2 separate regions of the Mus musculus genome follow, and region 1 is linked to region 2. Evidence: chromatin contacts called from public Hi-C data. All regions are on one chromosome and are shown on one strand. The core of a region is the stretch at or near the end of the contact, and the rest is flanking DNA. Distances in the headings are between cores, read along the strand shown.

Region 1 (4,823 bases), core at 1,009-3,508, 640 kb before region 2:
CAAGTTCTAGCAAACTGCTCGGCAGCATCTCATCTGCGGAGACCTCCCAAGTCTCTGAGTTACAGAGTTACAAGCGGTTTACTCAACATGGCAACCTGAGAATTTCAGCAGGCTCAGGCGTCAGCTCAAACGCTGGGACTTGCTCTGCCGACGTTGCCGTTATTAGCTAAAAGACTCTGAGTACCTGGGACTTTATATCTAGGTTGCACATTGCACCCGAACACCTTGATACCAGGTGTAATTTTGGCTCAGGCGAGGTAAAGGAAGCGATTCTCTCTCTCTCTCTCTCTCTCTCTCTCTCTCTCTCTCTCTCTCTCTCTCTCTCTCTCTCTCTCCCCAGCTTAGGCGGGAGGGGGGGGGCGGGGAGGCGGGGCGGGGGGGGGCGGGGAAGGTCAGTAGCCACAGAGGCTTTAAAAAAAAACAATAATTGGTTTAAAAGATAACAAGCCAGGAAAAAAAGAAGGCAGAAGGTAATCAGATTAAGTGAAAGGTGAAAAAGAGCAGAGAGCAACTCAGAGAGTGGGGCAGAAGAGAGAAACGGGGTGGGGGAGGGGAGATAAGATGTGGGAGAGGACACAGAGAACCAGAAACAGATGCAAGAGGAGTTTGTGTGGAAATCTTAAGCCTTTGAGTGTCACATACACTAGATGACCTATAGCTTAATTTTACCTTTAAAAACAATCAAAAACCTCCCACATTTATTGTACAGTGCCTTTAAACTTTCTTCGAACATAGTATTGCTTTTTCTTGGTGCATTTGATCATTTTGCCCTGTCATTTAATTTTTAGAATGCATTTTACTTACATCTCTCATTAATGTGATAAGATGTTCAACAGAAACTGCAGCTCGGTGGAGGACTACTTTATATGGGCTCATGGTTTAAAGGTATCGTCCATAAGGCACCGAGTCAGGAAGGTGGTGAAGTGAACTCTGTCCAGAGATAATGGCCGAGACTGCTCAACCACACCTCGGTTATCTAGCCAGGGACCGGGCCTGTCAGATGGTGCCACCCACATTCCAAGGTCTTCTTCCCTCTTCAGTTAAACCTTTCTAGAAGTGCCCTCAGACACACTCACGTTTCCATAGTGTTTCTACGCTGAGTCAGACTGACAATGAAGACTCGCTGTTGTAGAAATGGATATGATATATCCTGTTGAGTTTAAACAAACTATTTGAAATGGGATAAAGCAAACACATTTAGCCAACGCCTGGCATATCATAAATGCTCAGTAAACACGAGTCCCTTTCCTGTGGAACAGTGGGTTCAAATGTTTTCACTGATGAAAAAGATAGGAGAAAAAAAAACCTAACAACTAATGGACGCTGCTGTAAACACGTGCTTCTTTCTTTATTGAGTCTAAACTTTAGAATATAAAGTCTTCACAGCTTTTTTTTTTTTCCTTTGGTGGGGAAAGAGTCCACTCAGCATAGAATTTGGGGCCTCAGTATGTTAACCAGTCTACACTGCATTGTGCCTGGTGCCCCTGCTGGTCTTTTTACCAGAGCTATCAGTCAGCCACAGAATTCGCTTATTGCATTCTTCCTCTCTTGCTATTTATATTAGGAAAGGTAGTGCTAAACTAAATTAATGGCTCTACTCTTACAGGAAAGCAGAGTGTGCTTAATTTTTTTTAAAGATTTATTTATTTCATTTATATGAGTACACGTCAGACACACCAGAAGAGGGCATCAGATCTCATTACAGATGGTTGTGAGCTACCATATGGTTGCTGGGAATTGAACTCAGGACCTCTGGAAGAGCAAGAAGCCAGTTCTCTTAACCGCTGAGCCAGAATGAGTATGAGCTCAAGACCGTGATCCAAGCTCCCTGAAATGACACACTTCATATGGAAGAGTTACATGAATTAAGGTCACACTGCAGCCAATAGGGGAGAGGAGAAACCGTCCGTTAGAGCTTTACAATGGAGGCAGGGGTCCCGTAAGCTTAGCAACCCAGTCAACAAATGTCTGTTAGTTGGGAGAGTGCCAGGTCAGATACAGAAGTTAGAGAATTGGCTGTTAGAGAGCTTGATCCGTCCAAGATGGTTTTGGCTCTTGACCTACACTATTTCGTCTCTCTAAAGTCATGGCGTTGAGTCAGCCAAGGTCAAATACTCCACGGGATCTTTAATAGGAATGCCAGTTTCTTCAGAGAACATTCCACAGCAGTGTGCATTTGGCTTTGTGAGGAGCAAGGCAGAGTTGTTCTCCCAGGCTCACTTTGTGTTGGACTTTGTTCTGTGGCTCAGGCTCCAACAGCATTTCCCTGAGCTCATCAGGGACAATAACAACAGGGCTCTCGTTTTGAAATACTCATCAGGTACAGGCATGTAGGCAAAATGTGGCTAGAGGCTGGGGAGCACTTCTTTACTGTGCAGATAAGCATTGGCTGTGCCTTCTGCTAGCCTCGGAGGAGAGGACTCCTGCCTCTGCTAACGTTGACTGCACAGGCCTGCACAGAGGCATTTCATTTCTGCTTTTGTCAATGCTGTGAAGGCAAAGGAGAAGTCTTCTAAGTAAAAGGAAATGCCTTTCTGGGGAAGTGATTCTTGGTCATGAACATAACATGCAAGAAAAGACCCAGGACTCAAAGGAAGAGTTGAGTGTATTTACCTGGAGGAAAAATGAGGTAGAGAGGAAGGAAGTGCAGTTTACTATAGAGGCAAAAGAAGGGCTTCTTTATGAAGGAAGAGCCCTGAGAGGATGAGAGAGGAGTCACTGCGGAGCTAGGACTAGCCTTGGGCAGGAAGAAGGGTAATGTTTTCTTAGGATAGCGGGCAGCATTTCTTGGTCCACTTTCTATTCCTGTAACTGAATACAACCTGGACACTTCATCAAGAATGAACATTGAGGGCCGGGCATGGTGGCGCACGCCTTTAATCCCAGCACTTGGGAGGCAGAGACAGGCGACTTTCTGAGTTCGAGGCCAGCCGGGTCTACAGAGTGAGTTCGAGGCCAGCCAAGGCTACACAGAGAAACTCTGTCTCAAAAAAAAAAAAAAAAAAAAAAAAAAAAAAAAAAAAAAAGAATGAACATTGAATTCACAGTTCTGGAGGGACAAGGTTAAGGGGCTGTGGCTAGTGATTATTGTTTTGTTTTTTGTTTTGTTTTTTTTTTTGTTGTTTTTTCGGGACAGGGTTTCTCTGTGTAGCCCTGGCTATCCTGGAACTCACTCTGTAGACCCGGCTGGCCTCGAACTCAGAGATCCGCCTACCTCTGCCTCCCAAGTACTGGGATTAAAGGCGTGCACCACCATGCCCGTATTATTTTATTTCTGATGAGAATGCTGTATGGGGTCCTCAGGTGGTATATAGCAACGTGTGGTGATGCTGTGCCACCGAGTTACATCCCGAGCCCTCTTCACCTCCTTACAGGTCCACTAAACAATCACAGGAAAGTATCATCCTTGCTCCCAAAGGCCTTTATCAGTTGGCTTTAGGGATTGGTGTCAAAGGAACCATACTGGAGGGAGAACATGGGAGGTAGAGTGTGTTTGTAGATGAAGGTTGGATGTGGCAGTTTGCATGAGGTCATCTCATGTTCTCTGTGGCAGGAGTGTAAATGGACTCTGAGTACGGGAGAGCAGCAGGAGAGGAGAGGGCTTAACAGAAAGTGGTGAATGGACTGAAGTGGCCCTTGGGGGAGCCAGGGGAGCCTGTCAAATCACTCTGGCTCTGTTCCAGAGGCTCCTGGGAATCCTGAGGGGACTCACTTGATTATTGCATTTTGTTAGAGACTCAGTAATGACACGCTGGCCAAATGAGCACTCTACCAAATGAGGACCTGCGTAGGGAATATTTCCCCATCACATTTGTGCCTGAACACAAGATAAGTAATACACTTATGCATGCCCACTTCTATCAAACCCTTAAATGAGTCTGGCAAGAGTAAGAACAACCTGGCAATATTGATTGTAGATGTCAGAATAGGAAAACGGACTCTCATGTCATGCTGGAAGAAGTGTGGGTTAATACAACACATTGCCTAAATTGTGTTTTGGGAGGGAGGACACACCTTTAATCTGAACCACACCGTCTGCCTAAGGACATGGAAGAAGGAAGTTTTTGCCCTTTGCCTACTCACCCTCATCTTGGTAGCATATCCATTCCTTCACTGGTATTAAAGCCTACCTTGGCATCCCAGGGTATACAGAAGACCAGATGAGACACTCAGCCTCAGGAACTAAACAATTACTGGATCTTTGACTTTCTGTTAATAAGCAGCCATTGTTGGATTAGCTGGATTACAGCCTATAAATTATTCCAATAAATGTCCTTTTTATAGAGAGAAACAGACTCATTCTGTAAGTTCTGTTACTCAAGAGAACCACAAATAACACGCTGTACAAGAATATATAACTTATATAAGTATATAACTTATAAAGGGAAATATTGAACCAAAGCAACCATGAGTAGAAAAAGTAAGTTTCATGATATGTAGACATGATACCGTATGTAAAAATTTTAAATATCTATGAATACACTGCGCATTGTTTTCACAATATTTATAGAAAGAAAAATTTAAACTTGAGAATATAGTTTTTGACGAGTAGGGAAGGTTTGGGATTAAATTTGTGAGCAGTCTATTTTTAACATATGGTTTTGAAATATCTTTTGATTGGTCAGTGAGTACTAAATGATACCTGGAAAAAATTTTCTGATGATCTGTCACATAGTAGGTTGACCACAGATATGGAAGTATAGTGTATTTTTAAAAAAAGAATTTGGATTTTTTTTACCACAAAGAAATAATAATGTTTGAGGAAATGAAAGTTTATTTTGATTTGAATATCAAATATGTATCTGTAGCAAACTACTACATGC
Region 2 (5,419 bases), core at 1,687-4,186:
CCCCACCCTGACCACAAAGGACACAGAGTCCTGAGTCCTTTTTGTAGGTTCTTGATCTGGTTGATAAACAAATCTAAAAACAGACTGGGAAGGGAACATGTGGACAGTTTAATTGGAATTTGAAGGGAAAAGAAAAACAGACAGGACAGGTAAGCTGCTGAGAGGAGGGCGTAGGGCAAACTGGTAACAGGTCTAGGGGTTTAGCTGGTATGAAGGAAAGGAAGAAGTAAACAGCCACGAGAAAAACACTAGGCCTTCTGAGGTACAGCTCAGACAGTGGGGAGGCTTAGTGGAGACTGGCAAGGAGCTGCCTAGGAATGTCTCCTACCTCCTACCTCCTGCCAAGGACACTGAGTGGTCTAGTCAGAGCAGTGCTGGAGAGCTCACCCTGGTGGTACAGATAAGGGAAAGTCGACCAGCCCAGCTCTCACCAAGGCCCACATTCAGGTGCTTTCAATTGGCCCACTCCAAAATCTACATCATCTGTGAACTGTTGGGGGACTTGAAGGGGCCGGACCCACTAACCCAGGGCTTCAGGATGTCCAAGACCCAGGGCAACAACAGGATAACAGGGAAAAGTCCTGGGGAGGATCCAATATTGATGGTGTCACAGGAGCCAGAGACCTTGAACCGACCCAATGACTCATTGCAATAAACATTTGCAAGTGAAGATGTGTGGACAGAGGGGTGCACTGTGGGACACACTGTGACACGGTAAAGCTTCCATAATGAAATATTTTCTATGCTTTATTTTGTTTGTATGTTGTTTTTTTTTTTTCATTTTGGGGGATAAGGAGTTGGGGGCTGCAAGGGCAAAGGGCAGATACGATGGATGGGACTGGGGTGCATGATATGAAACTTGCAAAGAATCAATAAAGGTATTTTTTGTTTTGTTGCGTTGTGTTTTTTTGTCTAGAAAACAAAGGGTGGTACCTTGGCCTGTCTTCTGCATCTCTGGGTCACAGGAACTACTTCCAAGTCCAGAGGTGCTCCCTGCAGCCTCCTGATTATGTTGGACAGGAAGACTAACTCCTCTTACTGTGCCTTGCTTTTTATATACGAAGGTAGAAAAAAAAAATGGAATGTAACTCCACTAGTTCCTATGGCAAGAATTTTCATTTTCCTCTTGAAATTTTCAAGTTCAAATAATGAGCACAAGTAGGTTACCAAGGCATTGTGATGGTTATGTTATAAACAGGTTATAGCTAATTTTGACGACAGCCTGGTTAGGACTTAGAGCAGGTGATGTCAGTAAGGTAAGCGAAATTCCTTTGTACAATCGCAACAGTTCCATATGTTCAGAGCGCTGATGGCTCTGAGGCCCTAAAATGGCACTTTAAACTCTGCCTTGTGTTGTAGAGAGTCTCCCTTTAATCACATCACATTGTTAATTTGCTTGGCAAGTCCCCTGAGTGTAGACAGTACAAAGGGAAAGACTCAGGCAGTACTCCAGGGAACTCAGATGCCACATTAATGAAAGGGGAGGGAGCCGCTCAGCAGGCTTTTCAGCTCCATCCAGCCCCCCACCCCCCCACCAGGGAACATATTAATTTCAATTATTTAGTCCGTTCAGGTTAGAGTTAGGTCTGTTTCTGCTGCCAGCCATAAGGAGACGTCACTGAGATAGATGTACAAGGTGCGCTCTGGGTTTTAGTTTGTCTACACTCAGGTGTTTACAAATCCTTTAGAAGGGGATCCAATTAGCCTGACTCATTTTGTTTCTGTCCTTTTCTGAGTTGTTCTTACCCTCTGTTTATCATAAAGTCCAGAATCACACAGCTGTAATAGACAGACATCCTGTGAGTCAAAGGCAGACTGCCCCTGAGCAGCAATTTCCTTGACATTTACAAGGCTGTGAGAAAAGTCCTCAGATAATAGCCAGCCCGACTGTGTGACCTGACCTCGACCATTTGCAATCAAACTGCCCTGACTCTGCCTTTGTTCTGGTCCTGTGTGATCTAAGGCTGCTTTTGGCACCCCAAAGGGGCCTGGCACTTAGCTATGTCTTCCTGACAGCAAGGGGAATAAAGGTTTTTGGGGTTTTTTTTCCCTGTGATTCTTTGGGGATGAGTGGCTAAATCTCATCTGCTAGGATCCCCTGGCATCCCCAGAGTGACACATCTACCCTGGAATACAGTAGCATGTTGAATACACCTTTGCATCTTAAATTATGTAAGAAGTTTTCAAGCAGTGTATTGGAGAGTTGCCAGGCCTCAAATCCAAAGTCTTACAGATGCTAAGCACACTAACATTTATGCTACCTACTTACTACTGAGTATCTTCAGCTTCACTAAGATAAATATTGGGGGCTAAGGATGCAGTTCAATTGACGAAGTGCTCATTTAGCATGCATGAAGCCCTGGGTTTGATGTCCAGCCTGGTTAACATGAAATATATTTGTGTGACTTAGGGAAATAATAGTGCAGTTACTATACACGTTTACTATGAAATCTCAAAAAGCATTTCTAAAAGATGGTTCATTTCTGTTCTTCTACATACCAGGGAAATTTATTCTGCTTTGATTTTAAAATTCAATCCACAAAATATTCACTCTCCTGATTTCAAGTAAACACAGCTTATAGTTGAGGTTGTCAGAGTAAGGGAGACAAAGGCAATTTATACCTCCCTCCTGCCAAGAGCACAGCCTGTGGGCTGTAAGACTCTCAGCAGTTAGGATGTCCACACAAGATTTGTCTATCAAACATGCTCGGTTTATTCACAACAACATTCCTTATAGGAGCTGCTAACATAAAAGTTAAACAAGCAGGAGATGAATGGTTGTTTGGGCAGAAATGCTGCTGCAGGGTCCACTGGGGAATCCGGGGGAGGATGCTATCTATGGAAGCTTGCAGGCTCGGCCCACATCCTCTGTGAGGTTCTTCAGCTGTTGCTGGCAGGAAGATAGCGCGGATGGTGGTCTGGGAGGTCCTAAAGAGCACAGGCCAATAACTATCGCTGACAGACAGCCCTGTGTGGCCTCAGCAAGAGAGGTCACTGAAGCCAGGGCCACGCCCAGTCTCAAGTCCTCTTGGTGATGCTTATGAACACGAGCCAGAGGCGAGGTGTCTAAGGATCGTGACAGTGAGGTCCTACAGAATATTCCCATCGTTCCAATTTTTGTATCATTTCTTTGGTAGCCTTGCCACTCTTAGGGCTCACAGCCTGGCGGAGCCTGTTCACCAGCTCATCAACAGCCTGTTGGGGTTATCTCATTAGCATATCAGGGCCAGACCTGGGCTGAGCTCAGGTCTGAGCTGCTGGGTGGTCTGCCAGGGGCTTGCTTTTGGGGCCTAACTCTTATCAGAGCTGCCCAGTGACAAACTTATATCTTATATGCGTTACATTATTCCAAGTACACAAAATGACGTTTGAGTCATTCAAAATGGTCTTTAAATTATGTTTCTTACACTCCCTCTCTCCCAACCTCAACGTTCCTCACTAATGTACTTTAATTTCCTAAAAGCAGTACTAGAGGTCTGGGTCTATTTCTTTAATAATGGGCTTTTTTTTTCTTTTTTCTTTTTTTTTTCTTTTTCTTTTTTTTTTTTTTTTTTTTTACCTTGGCCTATCTTTTCAGATTACATTTCAACAAAGGCCCCCTGGTGTCTCTTTGAGTCATTATATTCACAGCATCTTTGAAGTATGAGGTCTTTGGAAGTGATTGGCTGGATCCGAACCACAGCCAGTTAGCTGCCTTCATGAAATCAATAGAAGGCTTTCTTTTGAGGATGTCTTTGTGAGAGACAAAAGGCAGAATTTCCTTCCTGGAAGGAAGGCAGTTCCATGAATTCTGTCTGTTTATTCGTAGTCAGGTTTCAGTTACTTAAGAACAGTTTAGGTCCATTTCTTCATATCTTCTTCTTCTTCTTCTTCTTCTTCTTCTTCTTCTTCTTCTTCTTCTTCTTGGTTTTTTGTTTTTTGTTTTTTTGTTTTTTGTTTTTTTGTTTTTTTTTTTTTTTTTTGAGATAAGGTTTCCCCATGTAGCCCTAGCCATCCTGGAACTCACTCTGTAGACCAGGCTGGCCTTAAACTCAAGATCCTCCTGCCTCTGCCTCCTGAGTGCTGCTCTAAGGGTATGTGCCACCACTACTGGCTTAGGTCCATTTTTTAGAAATGCTTTTAAAATAGATTCAGCTGGAGATTTTGTTTGTTTATAGACAGGGTCTCGTGTAGCTTGATGCTTATATAGCAAAGGACGACTTTGAACCCCTAGCCTATACATCCAATACCATGCCTAACCCAGAGTACTTATTTTAAATTGCTAAAGAAACAGATGATTTGGCTAGGGGGTGTGATTTACTTCATAGAGTGCATGCTTATATGCAAGATGTCCTAGGTTCAGTTCCCAGCATCGAACAAAACCTGGTATGGTGGTACATGTGTCTGGAATCCCACCAGGAGGAAGGTGGAGACAAGAAGATAATGAGTTCAAAGTCATGTTCAGCTACTTAGCAAATTCAAGTAAAGACTGAATCAAAACGGGGATACCACAGACTTTGTCTAAAAGAGAGAGAAAATGGTTAAAACAAAAACCTGGTCTACCCCCTCTCCCCCCCCTCCCCCCCCCAGCCTTGTCTTCTTTAGAACCGGTTCATTGATGCTCTCTGTAATCGTGACTGTCTTGGCAGCTCAGACAGCAACTTAGTTTCAGTCTGGTAGTGGAGACCATGTGTATGACCCCACTGTACTAGAGAGAAATGACTGAATGAGCTGCCATCTGTGTGAGCCACAGGGACTGAGGAAGACAATGTAAAATACTTTGTCCCATTCCTTTCTAAGCATTTAAAGCTCTTTGAATGGTGTAACATTTCTGGGTGGTAAGAAAGATTGTTGCAGCTTAATTGGTAATGTTTCTTCCTCATGAGCCTATAAAATAACGAACCCTACAATTAGGGGGTTTTAGATTCAGTGTCTGCAGCAGTGCCTCTTATGTCTTATATAAGACAGTCCGGAGCCTCAGCCATTCTGCTGTTCTTCGTTTTTCGGTGCCCTGCTGAGTTTAAACGTGCCAGCAAATTCTCCCTTCATGATTAATCCATACATATAAAAATGCCCGAGGCTTCCTTTGTCCCCAGATACATGAGTTTCTTTTTTAAAGAAATATTTATTTTACTTTACATGTATGAAATATGTACATGCATATGTGTATGTGCATCACATGCATGCCTGTTAGGTCCCTGAGAACTAGGGTTATATGAGCCACCATGTGAGCGGTAGGAATTAACACCCATGTCCTCTGCAAGACTAATGTGCTCTAACCACTGGGCCACTCTGCCCTTGCAACCTGTGTTCCTGTTCACAGTGAAAGGCTGGGCTGGGCGGATGGCTCAGTGGTTAAACAGTGAGGACTAGAATTGGATTCCACAGAACTCACATAAAATCCAGCCAAGGCATGGGGGCCATGTGTAAACCCAGCCTG

Evidence for each region. A called contact is a pair of places that touch in the nucleus more often than the background predicts.
Region 1: a contact with region 2 is called in a Hi-C map of uterus, with 2.4 times the contacts expected there. The contact joins two enhancer-like sites. A contact is called at or near these places in 15 of 39 promoter capture datasets (the 3T3-L1 cell line, 3T3-L1-derived adipocytes, cranial neural crest and 9 more) and 9 of 484 Hi-C or Micro-C datasets (adipose-derived mesenchymal stem cells, cardiomyocytes, cerebellum and 5 more).

What each region holds. Positions count from the first base shown.
Region 1 is chr13:93,235,481-93,240,303 of GRCm38.p6, reverse strand. No RefSeq gene overlaps it. Among named protein-coding and RNA genes, the nearest start is that of Gm41020, 39 kb to the right of the region's middle. Within about 2 kb of position 2,258, at least 72 of the 459 cell types and tissues checked have an H3K27ac peak or open chromatin away from gene starts, as enhancers often do. A contact at or near this core is called in uterus, where this site is marked.
Region 2 is chr13:92,590,683-92,596,101 of GRCm38.p6, reverse strand. No RefSeq gene overlaps it. Among named protein-coding and RNA genes, the nearest start is that of Spz1, 17 kb to the right of the region's middle. Within about 2 kb of position 2,936, at least 80 of the 459 cell types and tissues checked have an H3K27ac peak or open chromatin away from gene starts, as enhancers often do. A contact at or near this core is called in uterus, where this site is marked.